2 separate regions of the Mus musculus genome follow, and region 1 is linked to region 2. A link is a contact called in public Hi-C data. All regions are on one chromosome and are shown on one strand. The core of a region is the stretch at or near the end of the contact, and the rest is flanking DNA. Distances in the headings are between cores, read along the strand shown. Region 1 overlaps Gm41625 (a long non-coding RNA gene). Region 2 overlaps Atl2 (atlastin GTPase 2).

Evidence for each region. A called contact is a pair of places that touch in the nucleus more often than the background predicts.
Region 1: a contact with region 2 is called in a Hi-C map of liver, with 3 times the contacts expected there. The contact joins two enhancer-like sites. A contact is called at or near these places in 1 of 484 Hi-C or Micro-C datasets (liver) and 3 of 9 other capture datasets (adipose tissue, liver and pancreatic islet).

Annotation. Positions count from the first base shown.
Region 1 is chr17:79,937,171-79,940,426 of GRCm38.p6, reverse strand. All of the region lies in intron 2 of Gm41625 (a long non-coding RNA gene), which reads left to right. Among named protein-coding and RNA genes, the nearest start is that of Atl2, 43 kb to the right of the region's middle. Within about 2 kb of position 1,611, at least 22 of the 459 cell types and tissues checked have an H3K27ac peak or open chromatin away from gene starts, as enhancers often do. A contact at or near this core is called in liver, where this site is marked.
Region 2 is chr17:79,863,600-79,866,698 of GRCm38.p6, reverse strand. Atl2 (atlastin GTPase 2) reads left to right here. Exons shown (of 13, transcript NM_019717.3): 3 at 1,523-1,657; 4 at 1,892-1,996. Among named protein-coding and RNA genes, the nearest start is that of Atl2, 31 kb to the left of the region's middle. Within about 2 kb of position 1,403, at least 11 of the 459 cell types and tissues checked have an H3K27ac peak or open chromatin away from gene starts, as enhancers often do. A contact at or near this core is called in liver, where this site is marked.

The DNA of each region.
Region 1 (3,256 bases), core at 362-2,861, 74 kb before region 2:
GCTTAGGCCATTTCACCTGAAGCAGCCCTTCCTCTTGCAGATACAGTTACCCCACTGAGAGCACTGTCTGTGGGTCGCTAGGGAACAGACTTTTAGGTTCTGGGATTTAGGGGTAGTCACACATCTTGTTTCCTGCTCCTTTCTGGACTCCTGCTCGGGAATCAGAGAGCTTGGCTGCAGGTTTATGCTGTGAAATCACCCGTCTCCAGAGAGCTAAGGGAAGAGGATATTTGGCCCCTGACCTGACTTCTGCCACGTGGCCATGAGTCTCGCTTCAGAGACTTTCCCATGTTGTCTGTCTCTGATGCTGGAGGTCCGAACTCTCCTCAGGGCTCTGTCCATCCATGGTGTTAATAAATCTTCGAATACACTCCACCCTCCCAACTATAAGTCTCAGTGTCCTTGAACCTGCATCTGAGATCTCTCATTCATCTCTCTTTTCCTTTGGTCTAAAAAGCAGGATGTGACACAAAGAGGCAAGAAATGACTCTTTGTCTTCTGAAGGTGGTACTCCTACCTGGCAACAGTGCCAGACAGCTGCTACACAGGTCTTTCCCCCCTCCCCAGCCCAGCATCAGAGTAGCTCAGCATCCTTGTTACTGTTCTTTAGGGTTCCTCATCTGCTACAAGGTTTACATGTGAAAACTTTGTTTCAGCTTTCTCAGTGTCTCGCCTCCTTGCCCTCCAGCTTTAGACTTCCTATCTGCAGATGGTTCTGCAGAAATCTCTTGCTCAGCACAACTGTATGCATTGTTCCTTGTCACAATCCGCTCATCAAAGCTCAGCGTACTTGTTTTAATTTGTTTCTGTTGCTATAACTTAACACCACAGACTGGATAATTTGTAAAGAGTAAGGCTCATTCGGTTCCCAATTTTATTGTTTTGAAATGTACAAGGTTAAGGGACCAACCACTTCTTACTCCTGGGGACTCTGGAGTTCTGAGGTGGCCCAGAGCATCACATGGGTCTCTCTCTTTCTCTTTCTATAAAGCCACTAACTCACTTGTGGTCGGGGACACTCTTATGATCTCATATTCTGTAATACCATTATCTCGGAGACTACACACTCCCTTAGGGCAGAAGCTGGGTTTCAATTCATTTCTGTATCTCTAAGTTACAGCAGTGTTAATTGGTGAGTGATGCACTGATAGGTGAAACTCAGAAATAGCATTAGCTTTAAAAAAGCGTCAGTAGGTGCAGTAGGTGGGTGTGGTGGCACACACCTGTTAGCTCAGCATTTGTGAAACTCTGTGTGTGAGAGAGATGAGGGAGGGGAGAGGAGAAGGAGAAGGAGAGTGTGGGGAAGGAAGGGGAGAAAGGGAGAGGGGGAGGGGAGAGAAAGAGAGAGAAAGAGAGAGAGAGAGAGAGAGAGAGAGAGAGAGAGAGAGAGAGTTTTGAAAGCATTTCAGGTCTCCATGTCTTGGCCCTCTTTTCACCTTCTCATTGATTCCCCTAAGAATCGATGGCATGAAAAAAAAAAAGAATCGATGGTATGGTGCCCCCCCCAGTCCATCCTAATTCCGAAATGGCTTATGCAGCTGGAGCTGACCATTAGACTCACCTGGGAAGTGGTTAAAACACACTAACGTCCCCACCACACTGCAGACCAACTGAACCTGCGTGTAGCTGAGCTCAGGCTAACTTTCATCCCGGGGCACAAACACCTCCACATCTCAGAGGCAATAGACTTTTCAACAACATCGTTTGCTATTTACAGCTCTTGAAATCCACAGTAGACATACAAAGTCCTCGGGAGAGTAATAAAAAGCAGCAAGGGAGTGACCAAAAGATCTTTATGTCTTGGTTAAGTCTGCCGTTCTTGCTTGGGCAGCTGTCTTGGGAATATCTCCTAGAGAGTACCAAATGTCCCTCTATGCCTTGGGACTTTGGTCTTGTAATCAATGGTTGCCTAATCTTCCCTCAGCCTTTGGTTCACTATGTTCCAGCTCCCGACCAGCGAGTTCACAGCAGCAGTCTACTGCGGACTTCGTCTTCTAAGGGGTCCAGATTGGCCACCATCCTTGTCAAACTCAGGCGACCTCTGGTTTGTTGGTGTTGGTATCATCTCAGGAGGCCAAGCTAAGAGTGTCAGCTGCTTGCCCCAAAGACCTGCACCCACTCACTTCAGAGGTCAGCTGGAAAATTGCATCATGACCAGGGCAAGACAACCATGCCCTGGGGCTGGGCCTACTGCCTTCTGAGTACAGAGAGTAATTCAATTTTGCCTTTTCCACTGCTGCTGTGGTTGTAAGAACGCAGCGATTTCTACTTGAAAATGCACTCATTAGCTCTGTCATCATGGGCTGTCTTTCTCCAACTATCTCTGGCAGGAGGCCAGAAACTTCATTAAAAACCCTTAACGTTACTGGAGGATTTTGGGCATTTTAACAGGACTGCTTGAACTGGGTTCTGTCAAAAGAAGGCAAACCGTTCCTTGTTGTTCCTCAGCGTTATTGAATGTGGAGGGACACAGACATCATGGGTCCTCATAGCCTGGTCACCTAGCAGGATCACCTGCAGAACTTTAGAGAGAACCAATGACTAGGTAGACTCATTCAATCCCATGTCTAGAGACAAGACTCAGGCACTGTCCCCTCATAAGCTAATGTATAGACAAGGTTGCAAACCATTCACTAGTTAGACTTTTAAAAAATTTCTATGTAATAAAATTGGGACTAAGATGCTCAGGAGTAATTCTGAGCTCTTAGCTTTGCTTGGCCGTCCAGCGTGTCTGAGGAGCCAGAACAGGGAAGCACGGCCAGACATGTTTAGCATTTTTTGTTTGTTTGTTTTGTTTTTGGTTTTTGTTTTTGTTTTTTGAGACAGGGTTTCACTGTATAGCCCTGGCTGTCCTGGAACTCCCTTTGTAGACCAGGCTGGCCTCAAACTCAGAAATCCACCTGCCTCTGCCTCCCGAGTGCTGGGATTAAAGGCGTGTGCCACCACTGCCTGGCTCATGTTTAGCATTTTTCGTTCTGGGAGAACTCTCTGGACTGCTTACCTGCTGCCTTGCCCTCTTCTGATTGTCTTTTACATTCTAAAGGAAAAGCCCTCAGAGGGTCTAGATTCTTCTTTAACTCCCCCAAGTCTTATTTCACCCATTCACTATATGAGCTAGAGCCAAGGAGTCCCGCTCTGAGCCATGTACTCAGGGTTTCGTGTGCGCCTCGCCGGCAGCCAGCTCCACCAGGCCACGAGGACTATACATATTCAACCTTGTTTTAGGTTAGAGGCTGGGATCCAGCGCTGTAGCAAG
Region 2 (3,099 bases), core at 154-2,653:
TAATTTGTTTTGGATTAGATTCAAGTTTATTAGAAATTTCTAAAACAAAGAAATATTTTCTTTTGAGATGCTTTAAATTGAGAATAATATGTAGACTTTAAAGTGTAGGCATCTTGACATGGCAATTAGTCATTGACATCACATATTTAGTATTCTAGACCAATTATGTTGTGGTATATTAACAGTATTTATAAATATTATTTATGGTAGTGGGCATTGAATGTAAGACTTGTGTATAGGTGAGTACTTTCCCACTGCACTGTACCCCAGCTCCATACTGTATAGTTATAGTAGTTGTAGCTCTGTGGCTTGAGTTATAAGATAGCCCTGCCCCCTCCCTGCTTTTCCTGGTGATGAGGACCAAACCCAGCGCCTTGGGCTTCTTAGGTAGAGGTTTCATTACAGAAATACAGACAGTGTTATGGACTGCCATGCTCCTGTAGACCTGTGGTCTCGTTTTATCTATTTCTTTGTGTATGTGTTTCTTGGACTGTTTTAAAGCAGTTGCCAGGAAGATGCATATTTTTCACCATAAATATTTAGACATCTAGTAGCTAAAGACTCAGTTCTATTTTTTGTGCACAAAAAAGTGTCATTTTGTGTGCTTTTCCTGTTTTTTCTTTTCCTCCTTAACTTTCCTTCCCTTTTCCTTTTCCTCTTTCTTTCTTTCTTTCTTTCTTTCTTTCTTTCTTTCTTTCTTTCTTTCTTTCTTTCTTTCTTTCTTTCTTTCCCTCCCTCCCTCCCTCCCTCCCTCCCTCCCTCCCTCCCTCCCTCCCTCCCCTCTTCCCCCTCCCTCCCTCCTTACTTCCCTCCCTCCCTCCCTCCTCCCCCCCTCTCTCTTTCTTTCTTTCTTTTGTCGTTTTTATTTGCTTGTTTGTTTTCTAGAGAGAGAAAAGCCATGGAGTTGGATATCGGGTGGTGGAGAAGCTCTGGGAGGAAATTTGGCAGAGAAACCCTGTTCAGAATAAATATAGTGTATGAAAACATATCTTAAATAAAAGAAAAATGTTTATATCCATTTAACATTATTGCATAAGGAGTCCAGATATCTGTTTGTTTCATTAAAAACCACCCCCTACCCCTTACCCCTTAAACCAGTTTGCTTGAATCGGGTTCCAAACAAGTTCTAGGAGACAGTCCCAGCAGTGGGAGGTGTTTTTGTATACACTGTTCTAGGCGAGGGTCACTGTCCTGCCTGCTGTCTGGGACGTGGTTTTACTCTTCTATACAACAAGATATTAAAGTAGCTTCCATATTTTATCATCTTTAAACACAGAAAAGCTTGCCAGAAGAGGAGGAGTAGGCGCACATAAGCCCATTTACCTAGATGGCCAGGTTAAGTGGAGGCTGCGATCTGTGTGACAAAGGCTGATTGGAGGAGACTGCTCCTAGCACTCTGCACAGGACTGTTTGCATAATGCTAGACTGGGTGTTCTCTCTCTGGGTGTTGGCTTCTTCTCCTTTATGAGCTATGAAATGGGTGAGTTGTGTTTGTTTTACATTTCTCTTTGATTTTTAACAGGATTCTCAAAGCTGGATTGGTGGAAACAATGAACCCTTGACTGGCTTTACGTGGCGAGGTGGTTGCGAAAGAGAAACAACAGGCATACAAGTTTGGAATGAAGTGTTTGTGATTGACAGACCTAATGGAACAAAAGTAAAATTCTACTTATACTTTGCTATTTTCTCCTGTATTCTTTTCTTGAGCAATTTTCTGGTATTAAAATTTAAAAGAACACAAAACTATTAATGATTAATATGTTAAAATGTACAATGGTATGTAAATACTTTTCTTGACTTAATTACTGCTTTGAACTTTATTAATGTATGATTTTTGTAGGCATTTTTGGTGATTCTTTTACTAAGTATTTTAAATTTAACGAATTCCTAGGTGGCTGTGCTGCTAATGGATACCCAGGGTGCCTTTGATAGCCAGTCAACCATTAAAGACTGTGCGACAGTGTTTGCTCTGAGCACTATGACCAGCTCTGTGCAGGTGAGCGTGCGTGTTGTCAGTTCATAAAATCCTACCTTTGTGCAGCCACCGAGGAAGAGACTTGATGGAAGGAAAATGGATTAGACGATAGAGCTGGCTGCATTTCTTCTTACTTAGATACTAAGCTGTAAGATGATAGACTTTGCCTTAGATGTAAAGGATGAAGTTACGTCAGAGCCACCCCTGCTTTCATCGCAGAACAGCCTTTTCATTAGTTCTCTGAGGATTTCATCCCAACTCTCCCAGACCCACCCCTCTCCTACCCACCCAGCTTTGTGCTCTGAGTTTTCCTTTTTCTCAGGTAACTGTTTTCATACAGTATTCTTGATCCTGTTTTCTCGATCCCCTACTTCCTACCCACTGTGTCCTCATTTTTAAAACACCAAGTGCTGCTGGGGTGTGTGGTGCACCCGTGCACATTCAGGCAAACGTTCCTACTCCTAAGATCAAAAGTAAGAAAGTTTTAGGGGAAAGTTATTGAATAATGTTGGTAATTAAAATCAATCACATGATTGCTTAACCAAAAACAAAACAAAGATACTAAATAATTAAACAGCTACCTAGTTTTCTATTTGGTTTCTCTGATAGTTCTTGATTATTTGAACTAAAAATCCCCATAATTAATTAATGTTTTATTGAGACAGGGTTTCTCCGTGTAGCCATGGCTGCCCTGGACCTCATACTGTAGACCAGGCTGTCCTTAAGCTTAGAGATCTGTCTGCCTCTGCTGCCTGAGTGCAGGGATTAAAGGCGTGTGCTGCCACCATCACTCAGTAACAATATTTAATTTAGAAAACCCAAGCAATAGGGGTTTGTAGCACTGGCTTGGCTTGGAAAGGGTGAAGTCCTCCTGCGTTACATATGCACAGTGCTCTGGTTGTCCTTGTCCTACCACGTTCTCCTTGCCTCAGATGGAACATCTCTGTGTGATCTAGGTGAGGTCAGTTGACATCATTTTGTATTCCTTTCCTTTTTTGGGGATCATTTGTATGGATATCTCCCTGGCTCAACAATTAATGCTGGGCAGGCGGTCTCCTAGATCCTGCTGGTGATAGACAATCCATGAGAAAGGATATTGGAACATGTCCTTCAGTGGAAACTGT